Regions from separate parts of the Mus musculus genome. Here all the other regions are linked to region 3. Evidence: chromatin contacts called from public Hi-C data. All regions are on one chromosome and are shown on one strand. Each heading gives the region's core, a stretch centred on a gene start, on an enhancer-like site or on the middle of the called end of the contact. The rest is flanking DNA. Distances are from core to core; before and after follow the strand shown.

The links. Hi-C and Micro-C count contacts between places; a contact is called where the count stands out from the background.
Region 1: a Hi-C map of cortical neurons shows a contact between it and region 3, with 4 times the contacts expected there. The contact joins two enhancer-like sites. A contact is called at or near these places in 1 of 39 promoter capture datasets (embryonic stem cells), 6 of 15 datasets of contacts at CTCF or cohesin (the NIH/3T3 cell line, hippocampal excitatory neurons, large pre-B cells and 2 more), 99 of 484 Hi-C or Micro-C datasets (the AML12 cell line, the AtT-20 cell line, B cells and 61 more), 3 of 115 datasets of contacts at active chromatin or transcription factors (astrocytes, embryonic forebrain and embryonic stem cells) and 1 of 9 other capture datasets (embryonic stem cells).
Region 2: a contact with region 3 is called in a Hi-C map of cerebral cortex, with 3 times the contacts expected there. The contact joins two enhancer-like sites. A contact is called at or near these places in 1 of 39 promoter capture datasets (cranial neural crest), 1 of 15 datasets of contacts at CTCF or cohesin (large pre-B cells), 4 of 484 Hi-C or Micro-C datasets (cerebellum, cerebral cortex, muscle stem cells and 1 more), 4 of 115 datasets of contacts at active chromatin or transcription factors (astrocytes, embryonic stem cells and large pre-B cells) and 1 of 9 other capture datasets (embryonic stem cells).

Annotation. Positions count from the first base shown.
Region 1 is chr19:53,767,188-53,769,996 of GRCm38.p6, reverse strand. All of the region lies in intron 1 of Rbm20 (RNA binding motif protein 20), which reads right to left. Among named protein-coding and RNA genes, the nearest start is that of Gm30943, 14 kb to the right of the region's middle. Within about 2 kb of position 1,331, at least 16 of the 459 cell types and tissues checked have an H3K27ac peak or open chromatin away from gene starts, as enhancers often do. A contact at or near this core is called in cortical neurons, where this site is marked.
Region 2 is chr19:53,835,477-53,838,564 of GRCm38.p6, reverse strand. All of the region lies in intron 7 of Rbm20 (RNA binding motif protein 20), which reads right to left. Among named protein-coding and RNA genes, the nearest start is that of Gm16299, 12 kb to the right of the region's middle. Within about 2 kb of position 1,429, at least 52 of the 459 cell types and tissues checked have an H3K27ac peak or open chromatin away from gene starts, as enhancers often do. A contact at or near this core is called in cerebral cortex, where this site is marked.
Region 3 is chr19:55,068,017-55,071,016 of GRCm38.p6, reverse strand. It overlaps Gpam (glycerol-3-phosphate acyltransferase, mitochondrial), which reads left to right. Exons shown (of 21, transcript NM_008149.4): 21 at 1-3,000. The coding sequence ends at 87. Among named protein-coding and RNA genes, the nearest start is that of Gpam, 30 kb to the left of the region's middle. Within about 2 kb of position 1,741, at least 8 of the 459 cell types and tissues checked have an H3K27ac peak or open chromatin away from gene starts, as enhancers often do. A contact at or near this core is called in cerebral cortex and cortical neurons, where this site is marked.

The DNA of each region.
Region 1 (2,809 bases), core at 82-2,581, 1.3 Mb after region 3:
AATGAAAGCTCCTAAGTAAGAGAGAATTTCTGTCATCAGATCAGTGAGACAAAGAAATTGTCATTGACAACATACCGTAGACTAAACTCTAGGACTTAATCAGATATCTTTACTTTGTGCACACACTATTGTTTCTAAGACTTGCACAGGTCATAAAGACAACATGGTGTAGAGTTATTTATACCACAGTAATAAAATCAATAGCTATAATTTCAATGTTCAGGTCATGAGTGAGCCCAATAGTGCTTGCTTTATTACAATGAATCTTTGTTCCCAACTCAGTGGGATAGTTGTAGCAAAATCACATGACACCTCTCTCTCTCTCTCTCTCTCTCATTCTCTCTCTGTCTCTGTCTCTCTCTGTGTGTGTATGTGTGTGTGTGTGTGTGTCTTTAAGGTACCATAATAAGGTGGTAACCTTATTTTACTTATATCTTATTTTATGTGCCCACGTGCTTATCTAGTGCCCTCGGAGTCCAGAAAAGGGCATCAGATCCCCAGAGCTGCACTTATGGATAGTTGTGCACATCATGTGGGTGCTGGGAACCGAACACAGATCCTCAGCAAGAGCAGCAAGTGTTCTTAACCACTGAGCCATCTCTCAACCCCATTTTTTGGTTTTTTTGTTTGTTTGTTTGTTTGTTTTAAGGAACAACATTTATTCCTTTTCCAAATGTTACCATAAATATAGGTGGGAAAGAGTGGTCTTAGCAATTAGAAGAAAAGGTAAAAATCCTGAGGTTTGGTTATTCTAAGTTATTTACAATGATGGGAGAAAAAGATAGCTATTTCACATCACAGACCTCCCTGCTCCCCTAGGCCTAATATTTGCTTACCAAGTTGAAAAAGAGGCATGCTTGACTTGCAAGCTGGAGGTCTGAGCTTGAGTGAGACATTTGTCCCTTTTCCAGCCCACAAGCCACCAGACACAGCAGGAGAGAGCTTTAGAGACACTCAGGGTTTGGAAGTGCAACCACCCCTTCTTCTGGCTTGTGGGTTCAGGGTGCAAGATAAACAAAACCAGCTCAAAATGAATGTGGAGGAGAACCAGCAAGCACTTCGTGCAGGAGTGGGCGGGAAAGGAGGAGGGTCTCCGGCATTTCCTAGGGAAGCCAAACGGGCCCATCTTCAGTTGGCCTAAAGAGGAAGACCTAAAGAGGTGGATGGGAGAATCACCCAGAGGGAGGAGAGAGGCAGTGCTGCGCCTGGGAGAGAGCAACAAGCCTCTTCCTTTCTGAAAACAAGAAGGCAGCCAGGTAGAGACCCAGGATTTGCATGGCTTTCAGGGTGTTTGAGGGTGGAATTTGGTGCTGTTCTTGAATGATGCAAGGCACATTGAACAATGCCTCCATCTGGTGGTCAAAACAAAAATTAAGTAAAGCAGAGACAGCTGTCCATTCGACCTCCAGGAGTTGAGTCACCCTTTAAATTTATGGCGGAGGTGGTACTTCAACACACCTGTACTGAATGCTGCTCTAGGGAATGTTTGTAATGACAGTAATGGTTGCCTGGAAGGTTAAATATAAGTGCTTCGAAGCTCTTCCCATAAGAGGGGAATCTACATTCCCCAGCTTTGATCTGGACCTGCATCCCACTTGGGTTTTGAAAAGGAAGACACGTTCTTCCGGTCCCAGGCGCTGCAGGAGCCGCGGGTTACCGTGCAGACACGGCCAAGTCCAAGAACCACACCACACACAACCAGTCCCGCAAATGGCACAGAAATGGCATCAAGAAACCCTGGTCACAAAGATACGAATCTCTTAGGAGGTTGACCCCGAGTTCCTGGGCAACATGTACTTTGCCAAGAAGCACAACAAGAAAGGCCTGGAGAAGATGCAGGCCAGCAATGCAAAGGCAGTGAATGCGTGCGCAGAGGCCATCAAGGCCCTGGTGAAGCCTCAGGCCATCAAGCCCAAGATGCCAAAAGGCCCTAAACTCAAGTGGCTGGCTTTCATCGCTCACCCTAAGCTTGGGAGGCGGATTCAAAGCTACATGGCCAAGGGTCAGAGGCTCTGCCAACCGAAGTCTAAGGTTCAAACCAAGGCAGGGGCCAAAGCTCCAGCTAAGGCCCAGGCTTCAACTCCAGCCCAGACCCCCAAAGGTGCCCTGTGAAGGCCCCATAGAAAAGGCTCCTGCCAGTGTGAAGACAGACGGACTGTTGTGACACACCTCCCCACACACTATTTGCAGATGACCAGTGTCCTATGCTGTTCTTACAAATAAACTCAGGCAAGATCTGTTAAAGGAAGAAAGAAAGAAAGAAAGAAAGAAAGAAAGAAAGAAAGAAAGAAAGAAAGAAAGAAAGAAAGAAGAGAGAGAGAGAGAGAGAGAGAGAGAAGAGAAGAGAAGAGAAGAGAAGAGAAGAGAAGAGAAGAGAAGAGAAGAGAAGGAAGACACAAAAATAAAGCTAACGTCCATGCCTTCAGCTTCAGCCGCGGACCACCCCAACCCCCTCCAACTTCATACAATGCTGTCTTGGAGCAAGCCCAGGCTAGCCTCTGAGAGTAAGAGAGAAGGGGGCTCCTTCAGTCTCAGCTGCTTCTAAGACTATAGACATCGACATAAGCAGCCCCCCAACCCTCCACCCCGGCTAACTGCTCCCCAACATGGCAATAGTGAGCCTATTCAAGGCCATGTGAAACCTACTCAAGCTATAGCCCATGGAATCAGGAGAAATAATGCATTGTTTTAAACCACTGAGTTGTGGGATAACTCAGAATGCAGCAGCCTAGAGCTGATACACACCCTCCAATTTAAGATGGAAAGCCTGTATGTTGGATTACACACTTAAGACTCATTATCAGAGCTG
Region 2 (3,088 bases), core at 180-2,679, 1.2 Mb after region 3:
AAGTGCACTCTTATGACCAGGAGGGACAGCATCTGCTGGAGCCTTGGTAGAAATGCAAAAATCACAGCCTTGTCCAGACCTGCAGGATCCCTGGTGACTTGCACGTACCCTGAACTTGGAGAGGCTGTCTGTACACTCCCTGGTGACTTGCACGTACCCTGAACTTGGAGAGGCTGTCTGCACACTCCCTGGTGACTTGCACGTACCCTGAACTTGGAGAGGCTGTCTGCACACTCCCTGGTGACTTGCATGTACCCTGAACTTGGAGAGGCTGTCTGCACACTCCCTGGTGACTTGCACGTACCCTGAACTTGGAGAGGCTGTCACGTACCCTGAACTTGGAGAGGCTGTCTGCACACTCCCTGGTGACTTGCACGTACCCTGAACTTGGAGAGGCTGTCTGCACACTCCCTGGTGACTTGCACGTACCCTGAACTTGGAGAGTCTGTCTGCACACTCCCTGGTGACTTGCACGTACCCTGAACTTGGAGAGGCTGTCTGCACACTCCCTGGTGACTTGCACGTACCCTGAACTTGGAGAGGCTGTCTGCACACTCTTTACAGTGTCCTGCCTGGGGGGACTGTGAACAAAAAACGACCTGAGTTCTCTCTGCCTTTTTTGTTTTGTTTTCATGTGGAAAACCTAATACTGCAATATTTAAAAAGATAACCATATTTGGTGCAAACCCAGTGTAGTCTCCGGGTTTGTTTGTTTGCTGTTTGTTGTCAATGTTTGTGTTTTGTTTGTTGGTTTATTTGTTTCGTTGTTGGTGTTATTGAGACAGGGTCTCACTGGGTATCCCTGGCTGGCTTGGAACTCACAAAAACAAGGCCAGCCTGGTCTTGAATGTATAGAAGTTTACCTGTCTTTACCTCTCCAGTGCTGGGGTTAAAGGCAAGCACCACCACACCCAGCCAACAGTCTTGGGTTTCATCATGGATCATCCAGTAACTATGATCTTGGACAAGCTGGGGAACTTCTACTAGACTCGGTATGTTCATCTGTAAAATTAAGATTACAATACCTGTCTGGCAGGACTGACGTCAAGATTAAAGTAGATAATGTATGGAAAGTGCTTAATACATTACTTGCCTCAGAGTAGCAGGACTCAATTAAAGGTATATATTATGGTGTACTCTTGTAATTACTATGATTATGCATCCTGCACACCTCACAGGATAGTGATTGTCAGACTGGAAAGAAAATGCATGGGAAAAAAAAATTTAAGCCAAAGAGCTCATGTATACTCTGACCTGATCTCAGAACCAAGGTTCACAGAGGTTAAGCAAGTCAGCTCAAAGCAGAGAGGGGTGGAGCCTAGGATGGTGTGATCATTTTCCAACAAAGCGTCACCTTTGTTGGTCCTGTTTTTATATCCCTCCTCCCATCCAGTGAAGCTCTTCACACACTTGTTCCTTCCATGCTCATGGTGTCAGCTCAGCTGCTCACCCACAGTGTGACTCAGTGACCATCTGCTGGATGCCTGGTGCTGCATGACATCTTTAACCGGAACTCCCATCACCTTAACTGTCTCCTTCTGCAGAGTGTTACTAGGCCTTGGTACTTCAAGGAACTACTGTTGTTCGTCCTAATTAGAACCTTATAACACTTCATCTGGAAGCCCAAGCTGCACTGGGAAACTCAGTGCAGAAATTTCATTCCAGCCCCTGGGGGAAAACGGGAACTGGCTAGGTACAGAACAGGGTGGGGCCTTTCTTCTGTCTGATGCTTTAATTACAGAGAAAGACAATCCAGGCTGGGCCTGAAGCAGAGCTGTTGGGAAGGAACTGCAGAGGCTTATTGCTAGCAGAGCAGAGAAGGGACTGGGGAGGGGACTGGGGTAAGTGGCTGACATATTTCCCAGCTCTGAATATGCTGACTTGCTACGGGCAACTACTTAACCTTTGTCTCCTGACGTCAACCCTCAAGACTAAGGGCAGATTAAGGGCTGTTAGCTGTGAACAAATTGAACCCTAAGTAAAGATGCAAATGAGTCAGAAAAAAAATATCATATTAGGTGGAGCAGTAGAAAGCCTAAATAAAATCAGAGGGTAGGTTTAAACACAACGTGACAATGATTATAATAAGCCCAAGCGCACCGATGCTCCAGTTCTGAGAACAGCAAATCAGCAAGAAGACATAATCTACAGAAAGCCACAGGCTTGGGAAGGAATCGCCCACCAAGAAAACCAGAGGCAGTAACCGTAAGGGAAAAACTACTCAACCTTATAATTCATCAGGAAAATAACCAACAAGGCTGTGACAAACCAGGACAGTGCACCCGTTTCAGGGCCAAGTTAGAAAGTCAGGCAAACTAAGGTTAGCAAAAACAGGGACCACTTGAATCCTTATATGCTATAAGGAGAATGCTTTGCTGTGACAAGGCACTTTGGGAAGAACTCACTAGAACTGAGGTGAGCCTGCCTAGCAAATCCAACCCTAGTGATTCATGCCTCACCTGGTTAGATGCCTGTGTACATACATTTCTACCATCATAGCACTTTAGACAAGCAGATTAGCATTGACCTTAGCCTGCCCAAACTGAAACAACCAGAGCCCTTTAGCCATAGGATGAACAACAGGCAGAGCCACATCACTTTTTATAGAGCAATGAAAGTAGACATGGAAGATAAAATGTTGAACAGAAAAGAGAAGGAGGCAGTGTGATTCCCTCCATATAATGTTTAAAGATGGGCAAAGCTAAACTCCACTGTCTAGGGTGACATGAACATAAAGAAAAGACACAGAATTGATTATCCTCAGAGCAAGGAGAGCAAGCTGAGCATGGAGGCCTGTACTTCTGTGTGTTGTCCATTTTTTATTGCTTAACTTTTGTGGTGCTTTCATGAGGTGTATGAGATCTGACTCAATATGAGTAGTAGACTGCTAATTATTAATTCTATATAGATTATACTAACTCCTTAAGAGAAAAAGAAAAGGAAAAGAAGGATGTAGAACAAACTAAACAACCAAATCCCATGTTGGAATGGACTGAATGCATCTTAGTTCTGAGAGTGGTCCAGGCAGCCAAGTATTGCTTAGAAGGAAGTATATATGAGATAAGATACTTATGGAGTATATACCATA
Region 3 (3,000 bases), core at 492-2,991:
TCTGTTCTAGAACTGAGCAGTACTTTCCTACCTCAGTGCAACCGGCAGAAACTCCTAGAGTATATTCTGAGTTTTGTGGTGCTGTAGCGATCTCTCAGCACCTATCTCGAGCGAGGAGCTGATGAGTCCCTTGCAGCCTCCAGTCTGACCCAGAGTGGCAGGTATCCTGGCATGGCCCAGCCTGCCCTACCCCGAGGAGACTTCCAGGAAGACACGTGCCTTCTGCCCCCGTGGACCTGCGCTCCTCCCAACACAGACGCAGTGGCCTGCGCAGAGCACTCAGGGCCAGTGCCATCTGTGATTCATGATCACTAGGTTATAGGTGAAATCTCAGTAAGTTATTTTGGAGTTTATTAAAGGTTCACATTTTAAGTACAACTTTTCAGGCTAGTTACTGTGATGGACATTGAGGTGTTTGTAGAACTGACTCTTATATAGTAAGTAATAATGTTTCCTTTAAAATAATTGGGCCATCCATTCTCTGTCTCCATTATCGCTGTCAACAGAAGTTATGGTTTGTATGTGAGCCCTTTCCTCTCAACTGCTTTACTAAGGAGCAATGTTGTCCTGCGCCGGCACACTCAAGATGTATCTGAGTAGCTGCCTGAAAGCAGATGACACTGCAGTCAGGAGGTGAGAGGCTGAGGAAAGAGCCAGCATCAGGAGGTGACTCTGGTTGGCAAGGGTGAGCTGTGCTTGGCCAGGAAGGTGGCATTAAAGGCTGTGCTCACGTGACAAGAGTGCCTTTGAGCTGTAATGACCAGTGTTTAGAGTCCCTGTTGCTGATACCTTTGAGTGATTGACACCTGCTGCTTTTGAGGAGCTCGGCTGCAGTGATCACTGGCGTGTGGCACTCTGGCTACAAACTGCTGACCCAGGGGTTCCAGACACTGCTCACTCACTGGGTGCTGTGCTGTGGCTAGTGTATGGCTTGTACCCAGATGGCGCACTGTGCAGCCTGTGTAGCATGCACAGTGACCCAGCTGAGTGGCAGGTGGTTGGAGGCAAGGACATTTATGTGGGCCACATACCCAAACTTCCTGCCATGTAAAGGCGAGTGATTGTGAAAGCACCTCTGTTGTAGTGGGTAGGTGCCTTTCTCATGAGCGGGGAGCATAACTGTTAGTTATTTGTGGTGATTATGGCAGATTTCAAGATCACGTGACAATGCAGTCTCTAATTGTTCACTGTCCATATATATGATTTTACGGAATTATGAATTTTTCTGATGAGTGTTGTATAGATGATTTGAATTGATAAAAGTATTAGGGATGAGGTTTGTACTTTCCTGAACTTGAATTTCAAACACTAACTGTATCCTATGAGTGACGTGTGTGTTGGGGGAGGGTGGGCCTGCCTGGTGTTACACAGAGCATGGCGTGGCTGGTCTGGAGCGCATAGCAATAATACTGTGCTGTGGTGACCTCCGCCCTTGCCTTGTGCATGTCACACCTCCTTTTCCTTTGCTTCACTTCTGTCAACTGTAGCGACTTTGGTGTGCAGTGAGATGCTCACCTTTAGCCTCTGCTCCCCTAACTAGGCTGGCACTTCCCTTGGCTGTACTTGGGGGACACCCAGAGAGGCTGGTGTACTCCCTTGGGTTTATCTGTGGGGACTCAAGCATTTTATTGGTCTCTGTTTTTTTTTTTTTCCCTCTAAATGGAAACTGTAGGTGGCTTCCTCTGATCTGTCTGCCAGTGGGTGTTGCTGCCCTGCTTGTCAGCTCTGCAAATGAGCGCTGCTCCCCAGCTTGCGCAGAGACGTGTGCGTCCCACGTCCCTTGCCGTGCTCTCCCTTTTGGTAGGTGTTACTTTAAGAACTGCAGTCAGACTTGCTGTTGCCTGACAATTAACTCACTGTGAGGATAGGCACGCACGCTTTTCATAATTAACTGGTGCTTTGAAACCTTTCTTATGGAAGAAAAATCTCAACCAAAGTTATGCTCTTCCTGACAAGCTGACCCTTGAGTTAATTTTAGCACAACTCATTCTTCAGTGCCTCATTATGAAAGACAAAAAGCATCACAATAAGGCTTCCAGGTAGCCCTGTTCCCTAATAGAAACATTCCCCTTGTTTTCCAGCAGTGGGTGGCTTCCTCGAACGATTAAACAAACTAGGTGCTTGTATATAATTTATTACAGTTTACTCTACTGCATTTCTGTCAAGTTGAAATGCATGCCCTTCAGGGGAAGACTGTGAGTCAAGTTTAATAAATAAAAACCTAATACTAAGCAATATGAAGCTGCACTCTGCTTTTAAGTGAGGCCAAGCCAAGTAAGCCAGAGGGGGAGGGGCATTTGCTTTCCAAATCCTAAGGAAAAATGAAGGCAAAACAAGTGTTATGTCCATTCAGCCAGGAACACACTCTAGCCTTCCTGACTCTCTTAAACTGTGGACGTCAGGAGGCCGAATGCAGAAAAGTATATCTGGGATGGATGGCAGGGAATAGAAGCTAGGACTGGAGTTCCTGTCCTGCCGCCTTGGTTCCTGCAGTATCGTGATGCCCTGAGATGGGGATCCGTGGGAACATGCAGTGCCCTGCAGTGCCCTGCGGTGCGGACAGGACTGCATCTGATAGTACACAGACTGATGCACGTAGCATTTCCCAAACTGTTTGGACCTCAGGACCTTTTCCCCTCTGGGACACTGCATGCCGTGGAAAACCTTTTCAGAAACTACATTCATTGTTCTTTAAGCAGACCAAAAGTCACAACAGTGGCAGGCAGGCTGCATGCTTTTTGTATCGCTCACGATGCACTGTGGTGTGCTCGGGTATCTTTCCTCACTGGAGAGAGCAAGCACAGGAAGCTGGCTGCAGTGCCTTCCTCATGAAGGATCTACCACAACCCTGGCCTTTTTAAAACTGAGAGTAGCAGAATTAATAGAGAAATTAAAAAATTAAAATTGGGGTAAATAATAAAGGTTTTAATTCAGATCTAGAAGAAAACTGCACAGTTGAATGCAGATTTTTATCCATAGATAACTGTAGTGTTTTGAAAT